Linked DNA regions of Mus musculus: region 2 is linked to region 1. Evidence: chromatin contacts called from public promoter capture Hi-C data. All regions are on one chromosome and are shown on one strand. Each heading gives the region's core, a stretch centred on a gene start, on an enhancer-like site or on the middle of the called end of the contact. The rest is flanking DNA. Distances are from core to core; before and after follow the strand shown. Region 1 holds the start of Sparcl1 (SPARC-like 1). Region 2 has its middle 31 kb from the start of Spp1.

Region 1 (5,637 bases), core at 1,965-4,464:
GAGGCCCTGAGATGGTTTCCTTTACATTTCTTTGAATAAAGGAAAGATAACTTAGATAATCTTTCCTTCTTCCTTCATAACTTTGCTACTAGAAGCCTTATTCCAAGTTCATAATAGATAGTTTAGGGTATGGGATTTCCAGTGGTGGTTGGTAAATTTTTTGGTGAGTCTAGTGTTCTGGTCGGGGCCGTACTTACTTGTGTTTAATAAATACCTCATCTGATTCTTATAACAAAATCACCGGTGGGTATCCTTTGCCTAAGAGATGGTTAGCTGAAGCCTGGAGGTGTGACATGATGGCTAAGCTCACAGAGCTTGCAGCAGCGCGCGCGTGTGTGTGTGTGTGTGTGTGTGTGTGTGTGTGTGTGTGTGTGTGTGTTGGGGTTGGTACTCAGGTGTATCTATCAGACTTGGCAGCCTTATCTGTCCACTCTCTATGCTGTCTTGGAGACTTCAGTCTGCTTTCTGAAGATTGTTAGAGCAGAGCATACAAGTACAAGGGGGAGCCTAGCGTCCACACCCTTTTCAGAGTTTAAGTAGTGAAATATAGCCAGACCAATACTTTCATATTTGCTATCATCAATATATACGAGGCATACATCCATTTTCCAGCTCATTCTCCCATTCAATCTCTGCAGTATCTATTGATTTTATGATTCTGATTCATGGTTACAACAAAGGGTTCTTATGACAAAGTCATTTGCGCAGAGTCCCTGGGCTATTTCTTGTGACACTTCGCATGCAGATAAACCATGCCTATGTAGTCTAACAGAAGTCAGAGCTGTATGGTCATCATGTATGAACCAGGGCCCTTTTCATCTTTCTCATGTTAATTGCATTGGCTGTCTTTGAGGCAGTCACTTTTGTGCAGAGTTCTGTAAATCCTTTGATGTTCATGACAAAGAGACAGGCTGTGGCTAGGTGGTGGTCCTATCACCCCGGGAGCCTCTGCAGAAGGCATCCTGGGAGACCCGTAAGAGCTTCTCCTGGATTTATGGCTTTTTTTTTCTTTTTTTTTTCACCCACTAAAGATTGTTCCGTGGTGATAAGAAAGTCCAACACACCTCAAGCCTTTTGACAAGTTGTTTGTGTTATCCAACATGTTTTGGACATTGAGCTCAACTTAACCAAAGCAACCACGTCCATGTCTGGCTGCAAGTCAGCTGAGAAAGAACAGGAGTCAAGAGAGAATGTAAGGGACATTCTCGAGTTCCCCAGATGCTCCACCGCGCACCTCATCTGTCGCCACTATTTATTGTTTTACTGTGGGCCTGTGCCATAACAGCCTGCTGGCAAGACACTGAAGGGCAAGGAAACCACCCCAGAGTTCTAACTGCTCAATGGCTCTTTGGAAAAAAGTGGGGGTGGGGGCACGATCTTCAAACAACGCACACATTCTTTCCCCAGATGTGGGAAGTCGTGTCCGGTGATTGACAAGCAGAGGAAACAGACTGCTCTACCTGATTGGACTTCACTTAGACGATCCAAACTTTAAATCTTTCCTAAGAATGGGGTGGGGGGTGTCTTTAAGAAAAACAAAGGAAACCAGTCAGAAACAAAGATTTAGTGGAGCGAGCTGTAAACTGAAAACAAAACCCTGGGATCTAAGAGAAAGGAGAGGGTAAAATTTTTTTCTCCCCACTGCGGGTACATTTCTATTCTGTGTGGCTGGAGTCTGCCCCAGAGGAGTCTGCAATGTCAAGGTGGCACATTTAACCTCTTTGCAGACAAAAAGCACTGCAGATGAGACTATACTGCAGGACTTCTCTCGGGTACTTTTTCAACTGTATTGATTGGCAGCTGCAAGCAGGGTTATAGTTTTCTACTGCAGGGTGATCTTGTTCCTGAAGGAATGAGCGAGAAAGGCTCGCAGGAAGTGCTGTATTGGGGAAGGTGCAGATGGGAGGACCTTCTCAAAGACAGCACAGTTGTTAGCCCTGACTTCTCCTTTAGCATTGTGTTTTTCTAGAGAGGATGTAATGAGGAACCGGGCATATTCCCTGTCCCCTTGTCACCTCTTAACAAATGATAGGTAGCAGGAGGAGAGAGATCTGTGAAAACTGTGAGGGAAAGGATAATATGAAAGTAACCGAAGAAGAATGTACTGTTAGAGATATTTCCTAACTGAAAAACAAACAAACAAACAAACAAAGCATTCTACTTCTACACAGCTGTCAGGCCCATGACAGTGACAGATACAGTTAGGTAATTTAAACATGGCAAACACACATTTTTTAAAATTTTGAAATCTATACTTCTGGTTTGGCCATTACGAAAACTATGGTTTATTAGTGCTCGACATTTAATTTTGTAGGAGGAAAAGAGACATGGCCACACAAAGTAAAATTCTCCTTTTTCCTTCATATAAATCACTCCAAATGGGATTATAAAAATAAACACATGGCTTTGAATTATTTAAGCAGAATCATCAAGCAGTCTTTTTAGATCAGGGAAGTCAGTTTAACGCATGCAGTTGGGCAATATAAGCAAATTTAACATTTACCTGCGGAGAGGTGGCTGGATCCAGAGCCTTGGTAGCTTGAAGCCGAAGTTGAGTCCCCTCCTTGCACACAGCCAGGAGGTAAAAGTTTGACAAATGCCCAAGAGGAGCTAGCTCTTCCACCCCCCTCCCTCGTCAGCTTGGCTGCTTTGCCTAGAAGCACATTCACGTTTATTGGAGTTGAAATTCTGCTGCTCTGTCAGCCAGTCAGGGTCTGAAGTGACAGATGAGAATTTGGAGGTTGGCACCACAGGGTGTTTCAGGCTGTCATGGTTTCTGTTGCAGATTCCTGGATCTCGCTCCCTCCGTGCTGCTGAGCTTTGCAGCAGAGCAGACCCAGAGGGAGAGAGCTAATTCTGCAGCATGCATGGAGTGAACGGCCCTCCCCTAGCCTCTCCTCCTCATAGGCTCCTAACTTGGCCAGAGTGTAAGCATTTGGCTCTTCATGCAATTTTTTTTTTTCAAACAACTCTGAGAGATCGTATGATTGGGATCCCTTGGGGCTTGTGACTCTGAGACACTGCAGAGAGGCTTCACACTCTTGTTTATTCCTAGGGCGACTGCAAAGCCAGGGTGAAAGGACAGAAGGATCACTGCAGCAGATGCGTTTTTATATTGCTCGATTGGAAGCTGTCCTCATGACCGCAGTCTGAACGTTAACAGAGAACCGTTCCGGCTGCTTTAACCGTCCTACTCGTAAGCAGCTCTGGAAAATGAAGTTGCTGCTCTTTAGAGCATGCTGATTTAGAGAAGCTGTGATTCATAGCCTGCTCTTGCCCAGCCCAGTCAGTCATCCTCTGTAAGCCTATGATGGCACCGGGCTGTACAAGAAGAGGTCTTCCTGTGTGCTTATTTCTGACTTTGCACTGTGGCATTCATCTATCAAGGCATGTAAATATTTATTTATTTATTTATTTATTTATTTATTTATTTACCTGGCCCCGAGCTAATCTGGAACCCACAGAGATCCGTCTGCCTCTGCCTCCTGGGTACTAAGTTTAGAGGAGCAGCAGTAGGCCTGGCTCTGCTTCTGTATATGTATGTGTGTAATCATTTCAATGGTTGTGTCTGTATTTATTGCACATTTATCGTGTGTCGGACCCTGCGCTAACAGCTTTCAATGCATCGTGTTCGTGGAGTCTGACAAGTCTTTGGAGGTTTTACTACGTTCCCATTTTAAAGATAGTACAGAGTAATGTTAACTGTACAGGATTTAAGGACAGGCAGCTTGGATTTTCTTCTTGACTTTCCCACACCCTAACTGTACACCCAGGAGCTAGTAATAACCTCTCTCAGCATCTGCTTTCTTATTTATAAAATGAGGCTACAGATATAGGAGGAGTGATTATAAGGTCTATCACAGGCAATTGTTCTGAGTTTCAATAATTTGATGCAAACCAACTGCATAAAACTCCTGCCATGTAGTAGACACTCAACAAATGTTAACTATTTTGGTTTATGTCAGACGACAGCAACGTTCGCTTTCTCCCGGGTCTCTAACTGTAATAGCAAGGTGGTACTCTCCTTGCCTCCCGCCTGTGTTAGCCAACTGAGCAGGCATTTCGCTGAGGAAGAGATACTGCCCCCCCACCCCCTTCTCCAGGTGACTAGCCCAAATGCTTCTGATACTATACACTCTCCACTAACACTGGATGAGAAGTTGTTATTTAACGTAATTTAGGCTCTCTGAGTGTGTGACAAAGTCAACAGGCAACCAGACTGATAAAAGCAAAAGCCAAGTGAAGCAAATAAAAACCCTGAGCTATACAAGTTTGCAGACGTGCCTCAGCCGGTTCGCTCTACGGACCCCAGAACATTCGTCGCACTGATTTTCAGAATGAGAAAGGTAACAGAACTTATCTCTGTCGTGCAGCAGGGAAGTCTGGGAGCAGAGGAAGCCGGGCAGTGAGCCAGAGCCCTTCCAGCTGGGAAGGGCGCACGTGTCTGGGATCAGGATTATAGAAAGGGCCGAGGATGTGACGTCTTGAAGCCTCAGACAATGGGATGTTTTTTCCTCAGCTCAGGTTTGGAGTGTGAGCAGCTCCTCTGAGGAAGGGACAAGGGTTTGTTTCTTCCAGGGCCTCTGCACACATCTGCACGCTTCTCTCTGGTCTTAGCAGCATAGAGGATGCTGGCGCCATTCTGCGATGGTGTCCCGAGGGATCATGGAGCAGCGAGACCAGCCAGGCCATATAGAAAATGATTTGACTTTTTTGGTTAAAGAATTTTCTCAAAGACTTCGAACATTAACTTATTTTAACTAGCATTCTCCATTTATTTGAGACGGCTTTATGAGTTTGATTCCACGTAATGAGATTAATTCCATGAGAACAAAGAGAAAGATTTAGTTGGAGAGTGCTTAAAAAACCCAAAACATCTTGACCCAACTCAAAATTTTTTTTCTAATACTGAATTTGACATATTTGTTGGAATGCTGAAAACAAAGTTCCTTGCAGACAGATTGTTCACGGAAAACTGGAATTAAGGCCTAAATGTAATTTATGTCTGATGAGAGCAGGTCTCATTTCTAAGATTGGGGATTTTCACTCAGTTGTATGACTAGAGAGATCTCCTGTTCAGGGATGAGAACTTTAGGGTACTGTAATATATAATGACAAACTCACACACAGGATGTAAGAGAATACTGACTAAAACAGACAAAGGCGTGTTGACTTAATGGTGTTGTTAAGCACGGTTTTATTTTGGGAATGTTCCCTGGCAGAGACCCAAGCTCTTACTGTTTCATGGCACTGTCATGTCTAGAACAGTTTACAGCTTTCCATGCTGGGAACAAGGAACCTACAACAATAGCCACCTCACAGATGGAGCTGGAAGCCAGACCCAGAAAGTTTACAGCGCCCCTCTATGAGGGTTAGCAGAACCTCAATAAAGAGTAGACTTTATGGTTGCGTGTGAGATGGCACCAGGGTGTCATCTTTGGTCAGGAGATCCCACAAAGAGCCAACATAGCGATCTTTTGGGCCAGCAGAGTTAAGATGTCTGTGGATCATCTCCAGTTTCCTGCCCCACTCAGGCCTTCCAGCAAGGTTAGGAACCCTATTTCAAGGGAAAGATTAGAGAGCACATTTCCCCCAAGGTTTTTGTTCCATAACCATGGCCTCTGGATGTGGGGCAAA
Region 2 (5,637 bases), core at 2,150-4,649, 290 kb after region 1:
ATTGCCATTTTAAAGTAACTCAATCAGATTCAGGAAGACAACTATCACATTTTCTCTCGTTTGTGGATCTTAATTACAGAGTGTATATATGTATATGTGACATGGAAGTAGGAAGAAAACTGTCATGGGATGAAGGATACAAACAAAAGAAGAGAGATGTGGGCATTAAAGAGCATGCTGAGGGAGGTATGGCCAAGACATACTGCATGTCTGCAGGAACACATTGTGAAACCACATGCAGGTACAATGAATACATCAGCAAGCAAAACTAAAAATAACTATTAAAGTTGTTGTATAAAATACGCAGGTATAGTTATTTCAGAGATGAAGAAAATGTTAAAGTTATAGTTAGTTAAATACAGACATTTCAACATAATAATGACTACAATTCATTGCAACTGTATAGATCCTTTTCTGTTTTGGAAGTTTCTGTTGTTTTAAGTTTTAAATGATATTCATTTTTCATCTTGCAATTATGAGACACTACACTCTATGCCCAAACAATATAAATAAGCCCAATATTACGCTTATGTTCATATGCTGCACCAATATGTTCTCCCTCCCTTCCCTCCTCCTTCCCTCTCTTCCTCCTTCCCTCCCTCCCCTCATCCCTCCCTCATCCCCTCTTCTTCTCCCTCCCTCCCCTCCTCCCTCCCTCTCTTCCTTCCTCTCTTCCTCCCTCTTCCCTCCTCCATCCCCTCTTCTCTTCCTCTCCTCCTCCTTCTCTCAGTCCCCTCTTCCTTCCCTCTCTCCCCTCTCCTCTTCCTTCTCTCCCCTCTCCTCTTCCCTCTCTCCCCTCTCCTCTTCCCTCTCTCCCCTCTCCTCCTCCTTCCCTCCCCTCCTCCTCTCCCCCTCTCTTATTCTTTCTTCCCTTCTTCCCTCTCTTTCCTTCATACCTGATTTCCCTTATTCTTCTTCATTCTTTTTCTTCCTCATTTTAAACGAGACAGACATGTCCCACACCACAGAATAGAGCACAGCCTGGCTTTGTGTGTCACAAACTTTGGGAAGCATCAGTCTTGTGAGAAGAGCAATGAAGCCTGTGTGTGGCAGAAAATACAACAAAGAGGGGCTCTGGGCCCGAAACATCCATTCAGTACATTACAGTCTGTGTTCCTGGGGCACTCCCAGCTGCAGGAGAGCCTCCATTTGAGTGAATGTCTTCTGTCTGTCTTTAGTATGCAAAAAGGCAGATTTGATATAAAGTGTGTGCCCTGGTATAGGCTTAATGATTACATATGGAATGAAAGCTGGTGCCTGGCTTGCTTATAAGTTACAAAGTTTTTGGAGATCATAAATAAATGTACATAGTTTATTTCACTTTCCCATGATTGCATCCATTTTGAAAACAAAACAAAACAATTAAGGAATTCAAAGGGAAGGGATGGATTTAGTAGGATTGAACTCTCAGGTTTCTGGTGACACACAGGGAACAGATGTCTGACTCTCTTAATAGGATTTTGGATCATTCCAATAAACAGCTTTCAGAAGTGTTGTTTGTTTTTAAAGACATGTTATTTATTTTAACTTTTACCACAAAGTAATTTAAAAGGCAAATACGGGGCATAAAGATGGGAAAGAGCACAGTGTTGGATCACTGGGATTATCTGAATGCAAGTTTAAATGGGTTAGGGGACAGGACAGACTGTTCTCAAATGAGGAAATACAAGTGGATAAGAAATGTTTTTTTAAATGTTCAACATCCTCAGTCATCAGGGAAATACAGATGAAAGCTTCTTTGAGAATCTATCTTACTGCAATCAGAGTGTCTAAGAGCTTGATTGTCACAGAGCTACAATACTTCCGAAGTTCTACTTAGTCTGTATTTCATTGCCTTTCCAGTATTACCCGGTCTCCCTGGAAGTCTGACCTGCTCAACTCACCCCATGGGGTTTCTTCTCTTGGTTCTTAAACATAAATTCTTTAGAAAAGTTAGCTGTCAAATGTTTCCAAACTTTATGTGTGTGTGTCTGTGTGTCTGTGTGTCTGTGTGTCTGTGTGTCTGTGTCTGTGTGTCTGTGTCTGTGAGTTTAAGTTTTTCATTTATTCAATGCACATACATATTTGTCTACTTATTCTAAATAAAAAGATTGACTCAAGCTAACCATTCTACCATGTCCAAAGTTAGGTCAGTAGATCATAAAGCCAAGACCACACACACACACACACACACACACACACACACACACACACACTACAGATAATTAATTAGACGCTTCGTTGTAGGTTTAAGTTGGTTCTCATTTGGGGATATTTGGGATTCCCACCTTCTCTGCTTTGGTATGAAAGGCTGAATTGTAGGTGATATGGTAAGGAATGTTGGTGTTTGTGGGGAAGGGAGTACAAAAACAAAGGACTGTTTCATTCCTGAATCATCCCAGTCCCTAGGGAGGGGCATGCATGAAGGCAGGAGCCTGGGACACAGGGCAGGACCAGGAAGTCACTGAACTAATGGGGAAAGATTAGGCTATCTTCACAGAAAACTTCCTTTTTATCATGTTCAGAAGAACGTTTGGGGTTCATTAGCACACACTATTTGTGCAGGGCAATGGGTTTCATTGATTCATTGATTGATTGTTTGATAATTTCCCACTGTGCGCTTTGGTCAAAGTCACACCCAGGCCCCTAACTCCTCCCAGATCCACCCTCACCTATAACCTAAAATATTCAGTATTTTCCTTTTTGTTGCATTCTATCTCTGACCAGTTTGTGTTGCCCAAATATTCTTAGTCACAGGGCACAACTGATCTACCAACCAGTGGCCACACCCTTAATAAAAACTGTCTCTCGCTCTTCCGGCAGCCAGCATTTGCCAGCTGGGACAGAGCCTCATGGTCACCTCACAGTGAGGCCAGCCTTCCGTAAATTCAAAGGCCATCATGGCCTCTCAGCGACAAAGGTGCTCAAGTGCTCAGAACTCTGCGACTCCCATGTTTGCTTGTTTGTTTGTTTTCTTCTTCGGCCTAAACTTTGTAACAACTGTGAGCTATGCTGCCAAGAACTTCAGAGAAGCAATGCAGAGTTAGAGGTACAGGGGAACAGAGAAGCCCCTAACTGTAGCAGAGGGTTGGAAGGCAAGGTGACAGGAAGATGGAGGCCACGCCTACATCTCTAGTTCATTGTAATGAGCCAGCTAGTTCAGTATATAGAACTGCTCCTGTAGCTTAGAAAACACTTTTAATATTAACACGCCTAGGGGAAAAACTATTCTTGCTACTCACACACCCCACCATGAGGCACCATTATGCTCATCAAAACATCTCCATCACTCAATCTCTTTATTCTTTGGGATCATTAAGGATTAAGTCATAATGCAGAGGAGCACCTATAAAGGACAGTACAGACTGTACCAGCAGCGAGACAAGTGACCACGGTCCTCGTTTAGACATTGTCTGGATCTGCACAGAAGAATACGGTAATAGGCTTTCAAATGTTCCAACCCCTCTAGAATAGCTAGAGAGTCAAAAATAACATGCAGCTTGACTGGAGAAACAAAAACTTGGCAGACATGAACTTGACAAAAAGATTGACTTTCACAAGAGTGAATGAGCTACACAGAAGAAATTCAGAAGACACCATTATAAACACCTCCCACTTCTCTGCACACAAACAATAATTCATCATTAATCCGTGCAACAAAACCTGTCTGTCAACAGATGCCTGCTGCTAAGACGTTATTTGAGAAAATGATACATTAACATTCTAATAGCATTTTCTATCTAATAAGTTTGGATAGCTTTGCGTGGCATTCTAGCACCTGTAAATTATCAATTTGCATATGAAAAACTCCAGGAATTCTTACAATAAGGGCACATGCCCAATCCAGATCTTAACAATATTGTTTGGCTGCTAAGTTGTGGAATTTTCTGAGTTTCCTAACATCTACTGTCTTAAATTGTTCAACAGAATATGTCTTGAGACATAGAAATTGTTTCCAGACCCAGAGCAGGCTAAGCAGATAATAAGCCAGCATTACTTCTACAGAAGTTTTGCATCCGACATGCATTGAGGAAAAATGTGTGTATGCCATCTTTCTCAGTGGAATTGTGGTTCTCATAGGATTTTGATGCTCAGGGTAACAGATGGAGAAAAGATTCCAGTATATGACTATCAATTGTCACGGCAACAAACCATGGCAACTCAGGATTTAAAGAGCCCGGAGTTCCAGTTACCTCAGTGAGGTAACACTAATCACTGTTTGTTTATTCAACTACAGAATGTACTGAGACCAGTCCCCAGGCATTCTAGGAGGGAGATGACTCTAGTTTGGTCAAGTTGACATAAAACACACGCAGCCTACCTGGAAGCCTATGTTCCAACTTATACTGCGTATTCACTTATATCCCAAGGTCACATATTTGGTCTTTGCCATACCCAGGATGATGCTAGCATATTTTTCATGTTGAGGCCTCTCTGACTGAGGATTATTACTCCAAACACCTAAGGGCCTTCATTGTAAGCTTGCCAGGAGCTCTGCATAGTAAAGAAGTGTTTAGATGAGAGGGCATCACAGCTAACAAGATGACCTAGGCCGCAGGAAAGGCCTTTTGTTGTTTGTCTTGGTCTCTTCTCTGTTTAAATCTGCCAGCGTTGAAGGTTTCCAACAAATGGTAGGAGTAGTTTTCCTACATGTGACATACTCAGCCTCCTAACTCCAGAGGGTCTCACAATACCGTCTCTTTCTTTACAGCAGGCCGCACATGGTTCAGAAAGGCAAATCTCACTTTAGAAAGACTGTCACTGAATATCTAAGATAACTAGATTCCTTAAAGTGCCTCCCTGAGTGTCAGTTCCCTGGTACTCAATTGGTTCACACTGTGGCCTGTAGTTACTTTACTAGGTCAAACAGGAAAGTTCTCACTAGGTCCAACTCACTTAACATACTAGCACAGCTCCCTGGTGGTACCAAGATGACCAAGTTCCCTCCAAATTACATCATAATAAGATGACCTGAATGCATGTAATTAACAATGTAATCTATTGTCCCTGATACTTGAAAGCAAACTTCTTCCTATGCAGTTAGCTGAGACCCCCCCCTGTCTGGATCCATAGCCACATCCCACACAAGGGATGGGTTTTATTGCTACTGGTCAAAATACAAAAGCCAGAACTATAACTTAACCAAAGCTGGCATCTTATTATACCTCTGACAATCCACAGATATTTTTAAAAATGCCCAAAAATTGATATCTTGAGCAGGCAATATTTCTCATTGGATAGGGATGCTTGTCATCGGGTCTAATAACCTGAATCAGTACTCCAGAATCCACGTGGTGGAAGGAGAGAATCGCCTGCCACAGTTGTCCTCTTATGAACACTAATGTGGCGTCACACACACACTAATAAAATATTTACAAAATATTTATATTTTAATGAATTTTTCTGCAGTGCTAAATGAATTCATGGGCAAAAGGTTTGTTTCTTCAATCAGAAATAGTGTGGCTTCCTTTTCTGGGTGCTGTGCATGCCAGTTAGGGAGGTGTTAGCAGCTTATAGGTTTCAGAACTAAGATAGGAATAAAGTTAAAGAGTCCTCTCAATGGTTGATGGCAGATTTGAAGTTTTGAGGTCAAAAGCAGGTCTGGTCTTACTCTAGGAGAGCATGGGATTCCTTGAGCTTAAAGGTGATTAGGTGCTA

The links. Promoter capture Hi-C pulls out the DNA fragments that hold promoters and counts their contacts.
Region 2: a promoter capture Hi-C map of hippocampal neurons shows a contact between it and region 1, with 2.8 times the contacts expected there. The contact joins the enhancer-like site here to the promoter of Sparcl1 in region 1. A contact is called at or near these places in 4 of 39 promoter capture datasets (cranial neural crest, hippocampal neurons, pre-B cells and 1 more), 1 of 15 datasets of contacts at CTCF or cohesin (the NIH/3T3 cell line), 1 of 115 datasets of contacts at active chromatin or transcription factors (embryonic stem cells) and 1 of 9 other capture datasets (pancreatic islet).

What each region holds. Positions count from the first base shown.
Region 1 is chr5:104,110,874-104,116,510 of GRCm38.p6, forward strand. Sparcl1 (SPARC-like 1) reads right to left here and starts at 3,215. Exons shown (of 11, transcript NM_010097.4): 1 at 2,504-3,215. LOC330143 (a long non-coding RNA gene) reads left to right here. Exons shown (of 3, transcript XR_003955771.1): 3 at 1,032-5,637.
Region 2 is chr5:104,401,197-104,406,833 of GRCm38.p6, forward strand. No RefSeq gene overlaps it. Among named protein-coding and RNA genes, the nearest start is that of Spp1, 31 kb to the right of the region's middle. Within about 2 kb of position 3,400, at least 29 of the 459 cell types and tissues checked have an H3K27ac peak or open chromatin away from gene starts, as enhancers often do. A contact at or near this core is called in the NIH/3T3 cell line and hippocampal neurons, where this site is marked.